Linked DNA regions of Sus scrofa: region 2 is linked to region 1. A link is a contact called in public Hi-C data. All regions are on one chromosome and are shown on one strand. Each heading gives the region's core, a stretch centred on a gene start, on an enhancer-like site or on the middle of the called end of the contact. The rest is flanking DNA. Distances are from core to core; before and after follow the strand shown. Region 1 has its middle 26 kb from the start of PPP4R3A. Region 2 overlaps FBLN5 (fibulin-5).

Region 1 (6,262 bases), core at 2,665-5,164:
GAGGAAAGTGAGGATCAGAGGATCATTAGGGTTAAAGGCAAGACTTTGGGCCACGTTAGGTTGAAGTTCCTCAGAGTGTGACTAATTTGAATGTACGAGTGCCATTGGCCCATTCCATGTTTTGAGTGGTAAGGATGGTAAGGACAATACAGTTTTTATGAGCCTGTAAGTACTTAGCCATGAAGTGAGTTCTATCACCAGAGAGGAACAGAGGGAGGAATTGCCCAAGTGGGAAAAATTCTAGCAGCAGCTTAGCTCAAGCTGTGGCCATTGACTGTTTGCAGGAGAAAGCTGCCACATATTCTTTTTAGAATATAGGCTGTGATTAGACCATACGTGTACCCATGAGACCTTGGGAGTTCCAGAATCCATTTGCCAGTGGAGAAAGGGACTGCCACCCATGCTCCACCTTTGCCTTTTTACCAGGATTGTGTTTCTGGCGGATGGGACAAATTGAAGATAGCTGTTCAGGATGAGAGCTGAAGCATCCTGCCAATATTTGCAGGAGACCTTTCGTATTTCCTCTATCAAGATGGGTAACTTATGAAGGCTCTGGACCACAAGTAAGAGGAAAATACTTGAGCCATTGGGCTTCAATAAAGCCGATGAAGTGTAAGAATGTGAAAGAAGATAAACCATAATGGTAGCAAGATTAAAAGAAATGTGAGACTTCCATATGCAATTGGATGGAAAAAAAAAAACAAATTTTAAAGCTGGAGGAGGTTCCCTGGTGGCTCAGCGGCTTAAGGATCTGGTGTTGCCACTGCTGTGGCTCTAGTTACTACTCTGGCGTGCATTCAGTCCCTAGCCCAAGAGCTTCCACATGCCGTGGGTGCAGCCAAATAAATAAATAAATAGAGCTAGAGAAAATGCATACTTTTCTAACAAATTCTGAATTACCAGAATAGGCCCTTTACATAGAAAGTTCTATGCCTTAAGAAATGAAATAGAATCTTAACATGAACCAGTTATCATAAAAGAGAATGCAAAGTGTATTAAACAACTATCACTGAAATAAAACCAGAATCAGAGAGATTAACAGCTGAGATTTATTTAACCTGTAAGGAATAGATAACATAATTCCAATGTTATTTGATAATTTAGACACCATAGGAAAAAAGTGAGAAATCTCAGATCTTTTTATAAAGCTTATATAACTTTTAAGAATAAAAATAATTCACTTTTGAAAGTAGGCACAAAAATTCCAAATAAAATATTAGTAAATAGAATCCAGCAGTATCGCAAATGAATAATGCAACCAGGTCAAGTAGTACATTCCAGGAATGCAAGGATGTTTCAGTATCAGGAAGCTAATCCACATATTTCATTACAGATGCATAAGTTAAAAAAGAAAAATTAAACAATCGTATCATTTCATCCTTAAAAAGCATTTGATAAAATTCAGCAGCTCTTCCTTTTAAAAACTAGGCAAAATCAATAGCAAATAGCATTTTAAAATGGCAAAACACTAAAGCCACATTGATGAAAACCAGGAAGGTGAACAAACATTTGTGGAACAAAGGTACTCGAAGTCCCTCCATGGAACCCCTTCTAGAATATAAACACCATGTATCTGGGGACTTTGTTTTATTCCCCAGTGTGTTCTCTAGAACACCCTAGAACACTGCCTGATTCTCAGCAAATATTCAGTCAACATCTGCTCAGCAAATATTTCAACACCATCAGGAAAAAAACAGGACTACCTGCTAGTGTTAAAATTCCCAACATTATCTAGGAAGTCATAGCAAGAAAAGGAGGATGAAGAAATGAAGTATCTGGTTTACCGCTTGAAAAGCAAAGATAAAAACCATCTATTTGCTGCTGGTATTATTTTATACCCAGGAAGCCTAAAATAGTCTAATAAGAAAATGCATTAGAATTAATAAATTTCTTAAGATAGCCCATAAGGATCAAAGTCAATAACCTTTATCTATTTTCATAATAATTTCCTAGGAAAAGAAATGGGAGGAGTTCCATAGTGGCTCAGCAAGTTAAGGGTCTGGTGTTGTCACTGTTGGCGTGGGTTCCATCCCTGGCCTGGGAATTTTCACATGACATAAGCAAGGGCAGGAAAAAAAAAAAAAAGAAATGGAATTTTTCCATTCACAATAGCAGCAACATCTATCAAGTACTGAGAAGTAAATTTAACAAAATCGGGGTGTATATGAAGGAAACTATAAAATAGTTTTGAGAGCCACAAAATAGGATTTGAACAAATAGAAAAAAAGCATCATGTTCTTGACTGGAAGACATAATATGAAATTTGGGGGGGAAAACGAGGGTTCTTCCCTACTCGGTATTAGAACATACGCCATAGGCACTGTAATCGTGTGAGCATAGCTATATGGATAGACAAATGGATCAGTGGGACGTACTTGTTCCTAATATAAATATAATTGGATTCATACCAACAAAGATGCTATTTCAAATTGCTGGAAAATAGTGGATTATTTATTAATGGGTGCTGATGCAACTGGCTAGCCCTCTGGAAGAATAAAATTGAATTCTCATCTTAACAACATATGCAAAAATTAATTCTTTAGAGACTAAAGACATAAACATCTTTCAAGAAAATATAAGGTATCATAGGTATAATCTAGGGACAGGGCAGTCAATAAACAAAACTAGAAACCCTAAAATAAAGGTAAGGTGAACATTTTGACTACACTGAAGTTAAAATCATGTTTAAGCAACATGCCATAATCAAAGTGTGTACATAATAACAAATTTGGAAAAATATTTTTACATCAGAGAACAAATTATTTAGGGTCTCCGATATACAAGAAACTCTTACATTTCAACAAAAAAGAGAGAGTTCCCTGGTAGCCTAATAGTTAAAGATCTGGCATTGTCAATGCTGTGCGGCAGGTCACTGCTATGGCTCAGGTTAGATCCCTGGCCCAGGAACTTTGGCATGCCACAGGTGTAGCCCCCACCTCCCCACCCCACCCCCCAAAAAAGAGAGAGGTTAGACAGTCCAATGGAACATTAAGCTGTTCTCAGATACACAAATCCAAATGAAAACACAAAAAACTTCTCAAATTCAGTGATTTCAAGGAAATGCAAACTAAAATGATAATGAGATAGATGATACTTTTACTAGCATCCTGGAAAAAATTTTAATAAAGATGCATAACATCTATTCTTTATAGGGACATGTGATAACTCTCATATGCTGCTGGTAGAAATGTCACCTATTAGAGACTTTTTGGCAACACCCAGAAATCCCTTTTGAGATGACCTAGCTGGTAGAAATAAAGGAATACATGTCCTCTGCAATGTATTGCAGGATGGTTTGTCCTAGCAAAGCGAATGTTTATCAATAGTAGCTACACCCCTGACCCCAAACTATGGACTATTACACAGCTATTATAAAGATTGAGTTAGAGATATACTGGATGAATTTTCATGGGATATTGTTGAGTAAGAAAAGCAAAAGGAAACGAATGTTTCATATGATTCTAGTTTTGTAAAACAATATATGTTTATGTGCATGTGGGGTTTTTAAGGTGATTAAATAAGCATAAAGAAAAGATGGAATGACATCAATTGCATTATCTTTGTAAATTACTGTGGGGAGGGGGTGAAAGAGGAGGACGGAGCAGAGGAGAGGAAGGAGAATGAGGAGGGAAGCAACCAAAAAGCTGAAGGAAAAAAAGTGCATTTAAAAAAGTCTATCTGTATTTTGTAAAACTGCGTGTGTGTTTGTAATTTTGCGTGCAGCCGATCCTCATTGATTGCAGGCTCTGTACTTTTTAATTTTCCTACTTAGTAAATATTTACTTGTAACCACAAATCAATACTTAGAGCAGGTTCAAGGTCATTCGCAGACAGGCAGCTGCTGAGACTGGGGAAAATGTTTCAGTCCCCGGAAGTGGCCCTGCCCAGTGGAGGCACAGCAAGGTGACCTCACCCTCCTGTGTCACCTCTCAAACTGTCATCGAGTATATTTTGCAATCTACTTAGTGCCATGTTCTTCACATTCTTGCGGTTTTTGCGGATGATTCTGCTGTTTCAAATGACCCTAAGCAGAGTGCTATGTGGTATCCTAGGTACAGGGCTAGGACACAGGGAAAATGTATTAGGTGAGCTTCCTAAGGCATCAGTGACAGTGCTGTTGGCTGAGAGAGCAATGCTAGGGAGTCAACTCTATATATGAAGTAAAGTGTCTCTAAAGAGAAACACACAAAAAAATTGAATGGAAAGAATTGAAAAAGAGTAGCTGGAACACAGGTCACAAACTCTAATGCCTGCAGGGCCAGGCATGTCGCTTAACACAGTCAAATGTGCTGGAAGCGCCCCCTTGTGGAAGCTGCACTACAACGTTGCCCTTTTCAGTGTTTGCAGCTATGGTTAATTCAAGTTTTTCAATACAGTGTGTGGGACAGACGTAGCAGTAGCAGGGCTGCCAGTTTATAGCCTCTGCTCTAGAATTTTTTTTTTAAGGCCACCCACGTGGCATATGGAAGTTCCCAGGCCAGGGGTCAAATAGAAGCTACAGCTGCCGGCCTACACCACAGCCACAGCAAGGCTAAATCCCAGCCACACCCGCAACTTACACCACAGTTCATGGCAGCAATGGATCCTTAACCCACTGTGCTCTAGAATTTTGCCACTGAGTGTAATGTTGACTTTTTTAAAACGTAGTTTTTCATTATCGTACCAGGTGAGTGTTAATAGCTGTTCCTGAATGTTAACAACTGCTGTGTGTTATAGGTACCATTTATTCATGTTAGAAATCTAAATGTGCTTGAAATAAAAATAAAAAATTATGGGGATGATACTTACAGCTACACCATGGAAATAACAGCTTCTGGCAAACTCTACCATCAGGCAACATGCCTGCTTAGTTCTCAGTTCAATACTAAAAAGAAAAAAAAGTTATTATTAATCACTTTAGAAAAAAAGTAGCCTTGGTAAGGCTTTTGTTATTGTTTGGTTTAATAATTAGTTTCAGTTAAGTTTTTTAAGGTCCTTAGCAAAAGAAAAATAGATAGATAGATACATTAACTAATGAAAGAACAAAGAGCTTCAAAAGTGATATAAACCACATAATGTTGGGGAATTTTTCTTCTTTTTAAGTTTATTGAATTTTTGGAACTTAATTTTCTTGCAGTTATACGGGGGGGGGGGGGAGGAAGAAAGGAAGGAAGAGAGGGGCCACTTTTCAAAACTGTTCTGCTGGCTCATCTTAAAGGTAGCTGTCTGTCTCCTGGGCAGCAAGGCACTCGCTGATCTCCTAAGCATAGTCAGAAACTTAAGGGCCTGCAGGAGCCAGGCAGCAAAAAGCCAAGGCATCAAAAATGAAGCAGGAAAAGCGAAACCTGGTGGGTGTGGTAGATACTGACGAGAGCTGGCATGCCCTTTCCAAAGCTAGTTTCTACTCTGCATCACCAATCCATCATTGTCCTGTGGGAATGTAAGCAATGTGGCCAGATTTTGCAATCTCTCAAGAGAAGTCAGATATCAAGATTTTTATGTCAAATTTCCCAATGTTTAAAACCTGCAGGCAAACTTGATAGGTCAGTGAACTGGATATGACCCTCAGATTAGCAGGGTGCAACTTCTACTCAGAGGACAAAAATTTTCTCTTGGTCAGGGACCTAAGAGGTTAAGCATACAGAACTCAGAAGCAAGTTGATTGCTAGAATGTTGACTGATACCAGTGGCCCAACGCTATGAAATCTCTTTTCATTTAGGAACATTTCTCAATTTGAAATGTCTTTAAAAAGGCAGCTCTCTGCCAAGCATTCTCACCTGTAGTACATCAAACAAGCCGCTACTCATCTAGTGTTTGTTCTATTATTTAATATTTTAAAACTCAAGGCGTGAAGGCCATTGTGAATTTTCAAAAAGCTGGCTCTGTAATTCCAAGAAAGAACCCTCAACTTCCAGGGTCAGGAACCGGTAGAGGGATGACTACTCTCATGAGAACATCTCCACCTTCTGGTTCAAAAGGGAAATGCAGCAGAAACTAGTACAGGAAGCCTCTTCCATGCTGAAACGTTCAGGGATGGAAAGCTTTTTGAAATGACTATAACATTGCAATTTTATTGTGTACACCTTTTGAGGAGTTAAGGAATTGCCGAAACCAATCCGACTGAGAACCATGACGTTGTGGGTTCGATCCCTGGCCTCACTCAGTGGGTTAAGGCTCCTGCGTTGCTGGGAGCTGTGGTGTAGGTCACAGACGCAGCTCGGATCTGGTGTTGCTGTGGCTGTGGTGTAGGCTGGCAGCTGGACCCCTAGCCTGGGAACCTCC
Region 2 (6,262 bases), core at 1,969-4,468, 300 kb before region 1:
GAGGTCTGGGAGAGTTATGCCTCCTGCTTGGTGTTTGTTCCTCAGGATTGCTTTGGCAATTCTGGGCCTTTTATGGTTCCATATAAATTTTTGGGTTGTTAGTTCTAGTTCTGTGAAAAATGTCGTGGGTAACCTGATAGAGATTGCATTGAATCTGTAGATTGCTTTGGATAGCGTGGCCATTTTTACAATATTAATTTTTCCAATCCAGGAGCATGGAATATCTTTCATTTCTTTGAATCCTCTTTAGCTTCCTTGATTTTTTTTTTTTTTTGTCTTTTTGTCTTTTTCCTAGGGCCGCACCTGTGGCATATGGAGGTCCCCAGCCTAGGAGTCTAATTGGAGCTGTAGCCGCCAGCCTATGCCAAAGCCACAGCAATGCCAGATCTGAGCTGCGTCTGCAACCTACAGCACAGCCCATGGCAACACTGGATCCTTAACCCACTGAGCAAGGCCAGGGATTGAACCTGCAACCTCATAGTTCCTAGTCGGATTCTTTAACCACTGAGCCATGATGGGAGCTCCTTCCTTGATTAATATTTTATAGTTTTCAGCATATAAGTCTTTCACCTCCTTGGTCAGAATTATTCCCAGGTATTTGATTTTTTGGGGTACCATTTTAAAAGGTATTTCTGTATTCTTTTTCTACTCTTTCATTGTTAGTATACAGAAATGTGACTGATTTCTGAATGTTAATCTTATATCCTGCTACTTTGCTGAATTTGTTGATCAGCTTGAGTAGTTTTTGGGTTGAGTCCTTGAGGTTTTCTATATATAGTATCATGTCATCTGCATAGAGTGACAATTTTACCTCTTCTCTTCCAGTGTGGATACCTTTTATTTCTTTTGTTTGCCTGAATGCTGTGGGTAAGACTTCCAATACTATGTTGAATAACAGTGGTGAGAGTGGGCATCCTTGTCTTGTGTCAGATTTTGGTGGGAAGGCTTTTAGCTTTTCTACATTGAGTATTTTATTTGCTGTGAGTTTGTTGTAAATGGCTTTTATTATGTCAAGGTATGTTCCCTCTATACCCACTTTGGTAAGAGAAAGTTTTTATCATGAATGGATACTGGATTTTGTCAAATGCTTTTTCTGCATCTATTGAGATGATCATGTGGTTTTTGACTTTTCTTTTGTTAGTGTGGTGTATGATGTTGATTGATTCGTGTATGCTGAACCATCCTTGTGAACCTGGGAGAGGCTGTGCTTTCAAGTGATGCTAATGCTTCTGGTTTGGGGACCTCACTTTGAGAACCACTATTTGATAGCTAGTTTAATTAATTAATTGATTAATTTCATTGAGGTATAATTGACATGGAACATTATGTTAATTTCAGGTGTATAGCATAATGATTCAATGTTTATAAATTTGCATCACTGCAATAAATCTAGTTAATGGCTATCACTAAACATAGTTAAAAATTTTTTTTTCTTTTTTAAAATTTTACGGCCTCACCCATAGCATATGGAAGTTCCCAGGCCAGGGATTGAATCCAAACCACAGATCTGACCTATGCCACAGCTGCAGCAATGCTGGATCCTTTAACCACCTGTGCTGGGCTGGGGATTGAACCCGTACCTCCTTAGCGACTTGAGCCACTGCAGTTGGATTCTTAACCCACTGCGCTACAGTGAGAACTCCTAATTTTTTTTTTTTCTTATGATGAGAACTTTCAAGATCTACTTTTAGGAGTTCTCTTGCAGTATAGCAGGTTAAGGCTCTGGTGTTTGGGATTGGTAGGGGTTTGCAGGCTGTGATTATGGCTCAGGCTTTTCCTCTGTGATGGGCAGATTGTCATGAAGGGAAGCAGCCTTGATCTTGGGTCTGTCAGCTCTGTGTTCAAACTGTGCAGCCCAGCCCAGATGCCACAGTTGTAAACCTCCTTCTAACTTTCTGGGTAAATGAATTGCAATTTTATGACTGGCTTGCCTGGAACACTTCTCCCGATTCCTGAAGTGGTATTTTCAGAATCCTCACGTGTCTGAGGTTTCTCCCACCCTTTGCTTTCAACAGAACAAAGTTGAGATGTTGCCAACTTGGAGTTGGATTTTAACTGTAAAATGCGACCTTCCCTGTCCAAGGGCAGTTGTTGAAGATTGGGTCTGGGGTGTCTCTAGATCTTTCCCAAGGCAGCTTTGTGGCTAGGAGAGTGCCGGGGTCGGGGTCCAGCTGGTCCATACTTCATCCTTTGGTTGAGGACAAGGCCCTTTCAAGGACCCACAGGAAATGGAGTGTGTGTGTGTGTGTGTGTGTGTGTGTGTGTGTGTGTGTGTGACTGTGTGTGTGTGTTGGGGAAGGGGCTTGCCAACTTTTCCAGAGACCACTGCGTGGTTGCCCTGGAATAAGTATCAGGGTAACTAACTCTGCCCAAGGGAGTCAAGGAGTCTGCTCACAGAAGGGACATCCATAGTTGAGCTGGGAACCTGGAGACTGGAGATGAGAGGTAATTTGTGCAAGGTCACCTTGCCTGTCATTTGCAGAGCTGGCCTAAAGCCCAAAGTCGCTGGATTCCTGATCCTAGGAAAGAGCGTTGTGCTGTAAAAAGAGACTGGATTCAGAACCGAGTGACTTTCTCCCCATGAACCTCACAGAGGAGCCAGGTCTGTAGGGTTCGTGTAGGCACTTGCTCATTGTAGGGATAACACATGAGCAGTACAGGTCTCAGGAGGATAATGTGGGGATCTCTGATGCTGTGGCCCAGGTTAACTCGGTATTCCATATAGTTGGGTCGGGCCAGTGTTTGTCAGGATAAGGAACTGGACATTACGTGGAACTGTCATTTTAGAGCAGGCTCCTCGCATCTGCCTCCTCAGTTCCTTTCGCTAGAGTCTGGTTTCTCAAGAATTCTGACCCAACCCAGCTGCATGGACAGGCCAGACTGAATCTTCTTTGTAAGTCACAGAGCTCTTGTTGCTTCTCATTCAAGCTCCAGAAAGAGTTGTACATAGAATAAATGTGGCTGTTACCTTGATCTTGTCTGAAGATGAAAAAAATAATGAGGCAGGAGACCCTCGCACTTCAGTAGTAGACAAGCCACAAATGGGTTAATAAAATAGAAAACTATTAAGACAGCAGGAGATAGTGTGACTTGGCTTTTAGCTCTCATGAGGAGGGCAGGCTTGCCAGGATCGCATTCCAGGGCAGCCTACTGACCGTGAGGAAGAGTGTGTGGGGTTCCAGAGTCAAGCCCAGCGAGCCACACGCACACTCAGAGCCCTGAGACTAGGCGGGGCAGGGAGGAGGGCAGGCCAGTCACGTCCCTCCCTCCGGGAGGCTGGGGGGTGGATAGTGTGCGGTCTTCAGTGTGAGGGGAGTTCAGGGCCAAGAGGAAGCACACAGAAAGTGTGAGTGTACTCAGGCTGCCATAACGAGTACTGCAGAAGGTGGGGGGAGTAGACGGCAGGCATTTATTTTCTCAGAGTTCTGGAGGCTGGAAGTCCAAGGTCAAGGTATCGGCAGAGTTGGATCTTCTTAAGGCTGCAAGGGAGGGCTCTGTTCCGACGTCTGTCCTTGGCTTGGAGAAGGTCATCGTCCCATCATCTTCCTTCTATGTGAATCTCTGTGTCCAACTTCTCCTGTCTTATGAAGACACCAGTCATATTGGATTACGATCCACTCTGATGACCTTAATGTCTAATGATATTCCAGGGTACTAGGGGTTAGAACATCAGCATAGGGATTTTGAGGGACACAATGTGATTTCAACATGTGGATTTGAGGGGGCACACAATTCAGCGCACAACACAGGACACAGTCCTTTTCTCCCACTGGGGACCCTTGTGACATCAGAGGCTCCTGGGAATGCATTTTTTGCTCATATCCTTGATGACCCAGACCATAGGTGATTTCTTCTGGGAGCCTTCCGAGGTCTTTACCATCCCATCCCAAGCCCATTGGATTCCCTCTCCACCTCCCCTTGAGTTCCCTAAACACTTGGCTTGTCCCTCTGTTGAGGGATATATCATCACCTTCCTTGGACTTTATTAGAAATGTGTCCGTGCTCCCTTATTGAAGCCTCATGTCTTAGGAATCTGTATCTCTCTCATACCCCCGTCTCCTGTCTTGCATATGGAGCAGGTTTGATAATGTTTGTTGGCTTGTTGATGGGTCAGCTGTCCAAGAAAGTTGGGTAATAAGTGCTGGATAAACAGGAAGATGCAGCTATTAATAAAAGAGGAACAGCAACATGCCTTTCCTTAGAGTCTTTGCACTCATGGACTACGTCAAACTCCTGGATTTAGAAAGAAAAGAAGCTCCTTCCACCCGTCTATCCTTGTTTGACCACAAGGGGTCAACTGAAGAATCTGCCAACTGGGTGCTCAGCATTCTTAAACCTCCAGAGTTCAAGAGAATGACTCCTTTGGCCAGTATCGAAGAAACTCTTCAATCACTTCTTGAATAATAGCATTCTTTGGGCCCAACTCTGTGGCTCCTCCTCCCTCTACCCCCAGTACAGTGACCTTCTGTCCCTTGCTTTCTTGGCTGAATGTCTGGGTTTGCTGTCTTTCAGCAGAGTAAGGGTCCTTCCCACGAATCCAGAGCCACACACTCCTGAAAGCCTGACTGTGCAGAAACAGCTGGGTTTTGGCAGGCTGATTTTGAAAAACAATGCTAATAATTTAAAATCGCTTTGCTCCAGAATGGTGTATGAAGGATGAGGAATGTACTCTCAAATAAAGCAGGTCACTGATCCTGTTAAGAGAAGACTCATTTGAGGATTTGTTCTGAAACATGGCCCTCACCTCCCACCATTACCTTCTTCTAGTAAAGCATCCCACCTGGTCCTGGGAGGTAGGTGTGACTGGCGATTGGTCCTTTCGGCTCTTGGGGTGGTTGGTGGAGCTTGGGATGCCCGAGTCCTTGGGCCAGTTGCCTTTGCTGTCTCCACACTTCTGAAATTTTTGTATGTGCTCCCTAGATGGAAAAGGTTGAGGAGGACTGTGTGTGTGTGTGTGTGTGTGTGTGTGTGTGTTGAGGTACCTGTGGCATATGGAGGTTCCCAGGCTGGGGGCTGAATCAGAGCTGCAGCTGGGGCCTATGCCACAGCCATAGAAATACCAGATCCAAGCCCCATCTGTGACCTACACCACAGCTTGTGGCAATGTCGGGTCCTTAACCCACTGAGCAAGGCCAGGGATCGAGGCTGCATCTTCATAGATACTATGCTGAGTTCTTAGCCTGCTAAGCTGCAATGGGAACTCCAAGGACTGCTTTAGACTGATGACTTCTGCCGAGATTTCTAGGATCACAGAGCAGGTTTCTCAATATTTACCTTTTCAAATGAAATACTCATGATTCTTGGTGCTCTGGCTTTAGAGAAAAAAAATGCAAACATTGGGACTCTGCTTCAATAAAGTTACAGGGTGATTTGATTACACTCACTGTATTAATTATCAGGACTCTTGTGGTTGTAAGAAACAGAGACCCATTGCAGAATGGTAGGCAAAATAAAATAGAATAACATAAAATAAAGGCAAAACAAAACAATACACATACACAACTATATGCCCAAATTATTTATTTTTTCTTTTGTTTTTATAGGGCTGCACCCATGGCACATGGAGGTTCCCAAGCTAGGGGTTGAATCGGAGCAGTAGCCACCAGCCCACACCACAGCCACAGCAACGCCAGATCTGAGCTGCATCTGCGACCTACACCACAGCTCCCAGCAATGCCAAATCCTTAACCCACTGAGCAAGGCCAGGGATCCATCCCACACCCTCATGGTTCCTAGTCGGATTCGTTTCCGCTCTGCCGCAATGGGAACTCCCTATTTATTTCTTCATAACTGAAAAGTCCACAAGTGGAATTAACCTCAGACCTGGATGGATCCCAGGGCTCAAGTGATATCATATGGACTTTTTTTTTTTTTTTCCTTCCCTCTCCATCTCCTGTCTCTAGTACAAAGGCTTCTTCATTCTCAGGGCAGGCTCTCTCAAGAGGTAGCCCCTGACAGCTTAGGCTTTTCTCTGACCAGGTTAACAACACAGAAAACAGAAAATCCTGGCCTTTGGGGGAAAAAAAAAGAATAGTATATTAGTATCTATAGCCACCACTACATCCTCCCGCATCAAAGCACCGGCATGTTTCTGACCCCATTTATTGTGATGTGCCGATGCCTCTGGTCGTGCACTCTAATTGCTTCCACTCACATGTGCAGAGCTCTTGGTCCTTTATCTCCTGGCCTCTTGTCATAAATCTTGGGGGTGACTTGGTTTTCTTATCTATAAAATGAGGAGAATGCCTAACATAAGTTTTTC

What was found. A called contact is a pair of places that touch in the nucleus more often than the background predicts.
Region 2: a contact with region 1 is called in a Hi-C map of liver, with 5 times the contacts expected there. The contact joins two enhancer-like sites. A contact is called at or near these places in 10 of 47 Hi-C or Micro-C datasets (alveolar macrophages, embryonic fibroblasts, fetal heart ventricle and 6 more).

What each region holds. Positions count from the first base shown.
Region 1 is chr7:113,171,758-113,178,019 of Sscrofa11.1, reverse strand. No RefSeq gene overlaps it. Among named protein-coding and RNA genes, the nearest start is that of PPP4R3A, 26 kb to the right of the region's middle. Within about 2 kb of position 3,914, at least 21 of the 83 cell types and tissues checked have an H3K27ac peak or open chromatin away from gene starts, as enhancers often do. A contact at or near this core is called in liver and subcutaneous adipose tissue, where this site is marked.
Region 2 is chr7:113,468,762-113,475,023 of Sscrofa11.1, reverse strand. All of the region lies in intron 5 of FBLN5 (fibulin-5), which reads left to right. Among named protein-coding and RNA genes, the nearest start is that of FBLN5, 55 kb to the left of the region's middle. Within about 2 kb of position 3,218, at least 14 of the 83 cell types and tissues checked have an H3K27ac peak or open chromatin away from gene starts, as enhancers often do. A contact at or near this core is called in liver and subcutaneous adipose tissue, where this site is marked.